Linked DNA regions of Sus scrofa: region 1 is linked to region 2. Evidence: chromatin contacts called from public HiChIP or PLAC-seq data. All regions are on one chromosome and are shown on one strand. Each heading gives the region's core, a stretch centred on a gene start, on an enhancer-like site or on the middle of the called end of the contact. The rest is flanking DNA. Distances are from core to core; before and after follow the strand shown. Region 1 overlaps GFPT1 (glutamine--fructose-6-phosphate transaminase 1). Region 2 has its middle 61 kb from the start of AAK1.

Region 1 (3,371 bases), core at 751-3,250, 310 kb before region 2:
GGTCATTCTAAAATACAACTCTGAACAAGAAACAGTGCTTAAAATCCTTGAATAGACCTCCAATTGCTTAAAACATGGTCTGCATACCCAGCTACCAGTATGAATCATCCTAAACCCAGTCACAGGAATATATAAAAAGATTCTCAAATTCTAACATACAACCAGAGAACCATTTTCTCACAAGATGAAGCCCTAATACCTTTTTTCAAGGTATCTAAGGCCCTTCACCCTCTGGCCCCCACCTCCCTTTCCATCCTCATTCGCCAACCCTCTCCAATTCTCCCTGAAGCTCTCAACACACCTTTAACAAATAACAACAGCTAACATTTATCAAGGGCTTACTCTGTGTGAGGTACTAAAAACTTCTCCCCACTCCAGCGCCGTCACTGTGGCCTAAGGCGCCACCGTCTCTACACTGGACTACTAAAACAGAATCCCTGTGTCCAGTCTTCCTTCTGTACAATGTAACCAAAGTGATCCTCTCAAAGCAGAAGTGAAGTCACGTCACTCCCTGATGCAAAACATTCCAATGGCTTCCCACACAGTAAAACCCCTCATTCTGAAGACCCTTTGTGACCTAGCCGTCAACCTCCTCTCCAGCCCCTCTCCCTTTCACTTCCTCCCTCTAGCCCCTCCAACTTCCAGCGGTAAACAGGCCAGGCCCACACAGAATCTATGCACTTGGTGTTCCCTCTACCTAGAATTCCCTCCTTCATACAATCACATGGTCTCTGACCAAATGTCACTTCTACCAGTCTTTTTCTTCATAGCACTAATCACCACCTGATATTATCCATCTGTCTGCTGTCTGGCCCTCTCACTAAACAGTAGGCTCCATGTGGAAAGGGAATTTGCTTATCTTGTTCTCTGTCCTCAGGGCCTAGAACAATGACTAGTATATAACAGGTACTCAGTAAATACTCATTCTGTTACTGAATCCTCACAATACAATTAGGTACTGTTAGGTACCAATGTCCCCATTTTATAAAGAAACTGAGGCTTAACAAAGTCACAGAAGCCACCCCAGGTCATAGCTCATAGGAAGAAAGGATAGGATTTGAACCCAAGGCCAGCTGACTCCCGAACCTAAGACTAAAACCACAATGCACTCTGCTCCACTATTACAACATTTGTAATGTTGTCAGTGTGGCTTCTACCAGAATTCAAGTTCTGCAAAAGTAGCATCTTGTCTTATTATCTGTGAATCCTAAGTACTAAGCTATATAGGGCATACACTCAAATTTTTGTTGGAAGGCTCAATCAATGAATGGATGAAATCATCAATATATTCTTTCCTGGCTTAACTGTGTTCTGAATAATTAAGGCGACCTGATAAATGACCTCCAGAAAAGTAAGAATTACTGTTTACTACTACTTAACAGGCCAATGCAAGCAATGAAAACATTTGAGTAATTTGGGGGTTAACTATAATTAAAAGCAGTGTCTCCCTCTACAGGCGGGCGAGCAACACTGCAGAAAGTAACAAAAGTCTGTAAAATTAATCCATTTCAAATTCATGCTAACTACCACACCTATTTCCCTGTTGCCAAAAGAGCATTATCTAATGTCTAATAAGAAAAAAATCATTGATATACAACAAAAAGCATATTCCCCAGAAGAACTATTTCATGTTTTATTTATCAATTAACCATGACTCCAGTCCTGACTCTTCCTATTCACTGTTATTCCATTCTAAAGCCCCTTATTCAAGCTGAAGTCTAGATAATGACACTCTCAATTTTCTCTCCCCCTACCCACCCAGAGCTGCCAAATAACACTGAAGAAAGTCACAAAATTCCCTAAACTGAGTCCATTTCAAGCTCATGGTAATTACCAAACTTATTTTACTGTTGCTATTTAAGAAACATGTATCCATGCTCCTCATTCACTAAGCAGATAGCTCCTGAGATCTTTTATTCTCTCCTGAAACCTCAATCCTACTTTTATAGTCCTTCTATCTCCACCCTGCTCAGGTTTCTCCTCCACCTCCTTGTTTAATTAGCTTATCTTTTATTGTTAACTCCAATAAATGCTAACTCCCTACCTGTACCTTGAACTTTCTGAGCTATAATGCCTCAATAATTTCCTTTTTTGCATCTTCTACCTTCCTCCCACCTTCACACCCAAGGTTTCTTGCCCTCTGTGTACCTTTTCTCAAATGTCACCCTTCTTTTTTTTCGGTAGTTCAAACATATGTAAATTTGCTGGTAATGCTGAACACTCAAATCCAGTACTTAATAATCCACTCAAATACACCCTGAGATAACAAAAGTTAACAGATAACCATCTGTGCTTTACTTCTTTAAGATACAAAATGTGCAGTTCCCGTCCTGGCGCAGTGGTTAACGAATCCGACTAGGAACCATGAGGTTGCAGGTTCGGTCCCTGCCCTTGCTCAGTGGATTAATGATCCGGCGTTGCCGTGAGCTGTGGTGTGGGTTGCAGACGTGGCTCGGATCCCACGTTGCTGTGGCTCTGGTGTAGGCCGGTGGCTACAGCTCCGATTAGACCCCTAGCCTGGGAACCTCCATATGCCGTGGGAGCGGCCCAAAGAAATAGCAAAAAGACAAAAAAAAAAAAAAAAAAAAAAAAGATACAAAATGTAACAAAAAAAATCTTTAATTACTGTCATTCCTCAAGATAAAGTCCTCTTGCCTTCCCTTTGGCCCCAAACTTCACTGCCTTTACTGCTGATACCATCTAATGACAGTACCTGTTCCTCTGAGTTTCAATTTCCTCATCTGCAAAATGAGGATGACAATTTTACCTACTTCATGGGTTACAATGAGGATTATACAGAAGGCACTGAGTAGGGTGCCTGGGCCACAGAAAGTGATCAATGAATGTTAGCTAGTATTACCCAAGTCAGAAGCTACCAATAAGCAATCTAATGGCCCTCTCTGAGAGGCCTTTCCTCCCTTTTGGCTTAAGAGGTTAAACACTGAAACTTGCTGAAAACACCACAAACCTCCAAACACCCACACTCTGAGTAAACAAATGTTAATGTCTAAACCATTTATGCTTTAGATCTTTTTTAAGCTCTAAAAGGTAAAAAAATGCAATTGGTGACTCCTTCCTACCCAGCACCATCCCATTCCTGCCCAGGCGATTTACAAGAGCTTTCCCATCTATGCCTTCAAACTCCTATTATGCTAATACACCTGCAAATTAAGAGCATTCCTGTGTTTCTTGAATAATACTATACTTTACATATCCTTATGCAGGTTGCTTTTTTCACTCAATATTAGGTTCCCAAAATTATCCATGTCCACACATGCAGAGCCAGATCCAATACATTTTTTTCAAAAGCTACACCCAGTCATTCACTACCACATATAACTTATTCTCCCATCTCCTTACTGGTGGACATT
Region 2 (3,154 bases), core at 196-2,695:
ATAGTATTCCATTGTGTATATATACCACATCTTCTTAATCCATTCATCTGTCGATGGACGTTTAGATTGTTTCCATGTCTTGGCTATTGTGGATAGTGCTTCTATGAAAATAGGGGTGTGTGTATCTTTTTCAGTGAAAGTTTTGTCTGGATATATGCCCAGGAGTGGGATTGCTAGGTAATATGGTAATTCTCTATTTCCTTTTAGCTTATTTTATGTCTAATATTAATTTCCTACCCCTATACTGCTTCTCCCTCTTCTCTCTCCCCACTGGTAACCACTAGTTTGTTCTCTGTATCTATAAGCTTCTTTTTTGTTGTATTTGCTGGTTTGTTGTATTTTTTTTATTCCACATATAGGTGATATCATACAGTATTTGTCTTTCTCCAATTCCACCCATGTTGCTGCAAATGGCAAAATTTCATTCTTTTTTATGGCTGAGTAGTATTCCATTGTGTATATATCCTACATCTTTTTTGTCCATTCATCTGTTGATAGACTTAGGGTGCTTCCATGTCTTGGCAATTGTACATAATGCTGCTGTGAACATTGAGGTTCATATATCTTTTTGAATTAGTATTTTTGGTGGTTTTTTCTGATGTATACTCAGGAGTGAAATTGCTAGGTCATGTGGTAGTTCTAGTTTTAGTTTTTTTAAAAACCTCCATACTGTTTCCCAGTGGCTGCACTAATTTACCTTCCCAACCACAAGTGGGGCTCTCTTTTCTCTGCATCCCCATCAACATCTGTTATTTATGTTCTTTTTGATGATAGCCACTCTGACAGGCAAAAAATCCAATTTTTAAACAGGCAAGTGATATGGAGAATTTACCAGAGAAGATCTATGCAAGGTAAATAAGCATATGAAAATCTGCTCAACAATATTAGTCATCTGGAAAGCACAAATTAAAAGGACAATGAGGTAGTACGACACATCCACTTGAATGGATAAAAATTTTCTTAACTGACAATGGAAGGCATTGGGAATGACAAGGGACAACTGGAATTGTCATATTTTGCTGGTGAGAATGAAAACGATGCAGCCTCTTTGCAAAACAGTTTATCAGTGTTTTATAAAGTTAAATTATACTTACCGTACCACTCAGCAATTTTCTTCCTAGAAATGAAATAAAATTCTACTCCCAAGAGAAGGGAAAATACATGTCCACACAAAGACCTATATGTGAATAGTCATAGCACTTAATTCGTAATAGCCCTAAACAGTGCTAATGATCAACTGGTGGAATGGGTAAACAAACAATTGCGATGTATCTATACAATGCAGTATTTCTCAGGAGTGGAAAATAATCTGTTATTGATACATGCAACCACATAGATAAGTCTCAAATGCAACATACTAAGAAAAGAAGCCAGACACAGAAGACTACTATATGATTTTGTTACTATATGATTTGCCCAGCAGTCCCGCAGCAGCCGCAGTGTATCAGCTCTAGTGACAGCCCTGTGGCTGTAGTGTACCAGCTCCAGCAGCTCTGTGGCTGCAGTGTCTCAGCTCTTTTACCCAGCGAGAAACCAAGCGAGCACTCGAGGGTTGGAGAACTCAGGTTTATTATGCCGGCGGGCTCAGAGGATATCGCTCTCTGGAATCTGAGCCCCAAAGAAGGGTTTCACAAGGCTTTTATGGGCTACCTCTTCCAGGTCCATGCTTGGCTGGTAGGACCGGAGTGAGGTCAGGCAAGGGAGTAGATGTGGAAGCAAGTTTACAGAAGCGGATGTGGCGGGGGCGGGGGGGGGGGGTGGTGGTGGTTAGGGGCAGTTGGCTGGACTTTGCTTAGTCATCATGGCCAGGGTCTCTCCTTCCTACCTTTTTATTGGGACATTTTCTCCTACAATTTGATTTATATGACATTCTAGAAAAGGCAAAACTATAGTGATAAGAAACTTTTTGGGGTGATAGAAATGTCTTGATTGTGGTGGTGGTTACGTGACTGTGTACATTTGTTTAACACACTAAACTCTACACGTTTAAATGGGTGAGTTTTCATTGTATATAAATAATACCTCAATAAGGCAGATTTTAAAAACAAGGAATGATTTGCTTTTTTTTTTTTTTTTTTTTTAATTTCGGTGGCTGACCCGAAGGTTCTACTGAGAACAGATCAGGGAATTCAGAAAGAGAAGTAGGGGAGTTCCCGTCGTAGCGCAGTGGTTAATGAATCCTACTAGGAACTACGAGGTTGTAGGTTTGATCCCTGGCCTCACTCAGCAGGTTAAGGATCCAGCGTTGCCGGGAGCTGTGGTGTAGGTCGAGGACGCAGCTTGGATCTGGCATTGCTATGGCTGTGGTGTAGGCTGTCAGCTGTAGCTCCGATTAGACCCCTAGCCTGGATCTAATCAGAGCTCCATATGCCACAGATGCAGCTCTAGAAAAAGACAAAAAAACAAAAACAGAGAAGTAGGACTTGAGGGTTACAGGTGTCAAGATAATGACTTCCGGTTTTGGACCTGTTAATGAAGTCGAGATAATGAAGGCACAGAGAGAATAAAAGAGACATATAGAAATGTGAAGGAAAAAAAAACCCTGTAATGCAGTAAAGAGAAAAAAAGAAAGCATGAAATTGAGAAAAGGAAAGACGATTTTTGTACATATGCTTTTTTTGTTTTGCCTATTTTTGACTCATTTTATTTTTTCTCCCCTCTTTATTCTCTTAGCCATTCCTTTGGGGGTGGGGGCAGTGTCTTACACACCACGGGTGAACATTCTGTGCTTCTAAAGTCTCCTTCTAAACAGACCACACATGTGCATTCCTACACACACACACACACACACACACACACACACACACACCAGAAAATGAGAACCATAGCGAGAAAAAGTAAACCAAGAAAACAAGAAGATAAAGATATTTGGCCACAGCCCTAACGTGCACTAGTAGGGAAACTCCATCCTTGGTCTTTCACATTCTAAGGAGAGAAGCAGCAGCAAAGTACCAGGTTATTTGCCTGAGTTTAAACAGCTGAATAGGAAAAGCGCTTTAATAGCTCCCATTAGGACTTGGGCCAAGGACTTTTCCTTTGGGTTTGTTGTGAATAATTAAAGGTTAATGAAGGCATTTTTCTTTTAGCCCGGGGCGGGGAGGGGCAACCACACCAGCCATCATCCTAATTGAATCCAACTGGGAAACTCCAGACA

Evidence for each region. HiChIP or PLAC-seq counts read pairs in DNA pulled down with a chosen protein or histone mark.
Region 1: a contact with region 2 is called in an H3K27ac HiChIP or PLAC-seq map of alveolar macrophages. The contact joins two enhancer-like sites. A contact is called at or near these places in 2 of 47 Hi-C or Micro-C datasets (embryonic fibroblasts and fibroblasts) and 1 of 2 datasets of contacts at active chromatin or transcription factors (alveolar macrophages).

What each region holds. Positions count from the first base shown.
Region 1 is chr3:73,041,655-73,045,025 of Sscrofa11.1, reverse strand. All of the region lies in intron 3 of GFPT1 (glutamine--fructose-6-phosphate transaminase 1), which reads right to left. Among named protein-coding and RNA genes, the nearest start is that of GFPT1, 14 kb to the right of the region's middle. Within about 2 kb of position 2,000, at least 8 of the 83 cell types and tissues checked have an H3K27ac peak or open chromatin away from gene starts, as enhancers often do. A contact at or near this core is called in alveolar macrophages, where this site is marked.
Region 2 is chr3:72,731,677-72,734,830 of Sscrofa11.1, reverse strand. No RefSeq gene overlaps it. Among named protein-coding and RNA genes, the nearest start is that of AAK1, 61 kb to the left of the region's middle. Within about 2 kb of position 1,445, at least 3 of the 83 cell types and tissues checked have an H3K27ac peak or open chromatin away from gene starts, as enhancers often do. A contact at or near this core is called in alveolar macrophages, where this site is marked.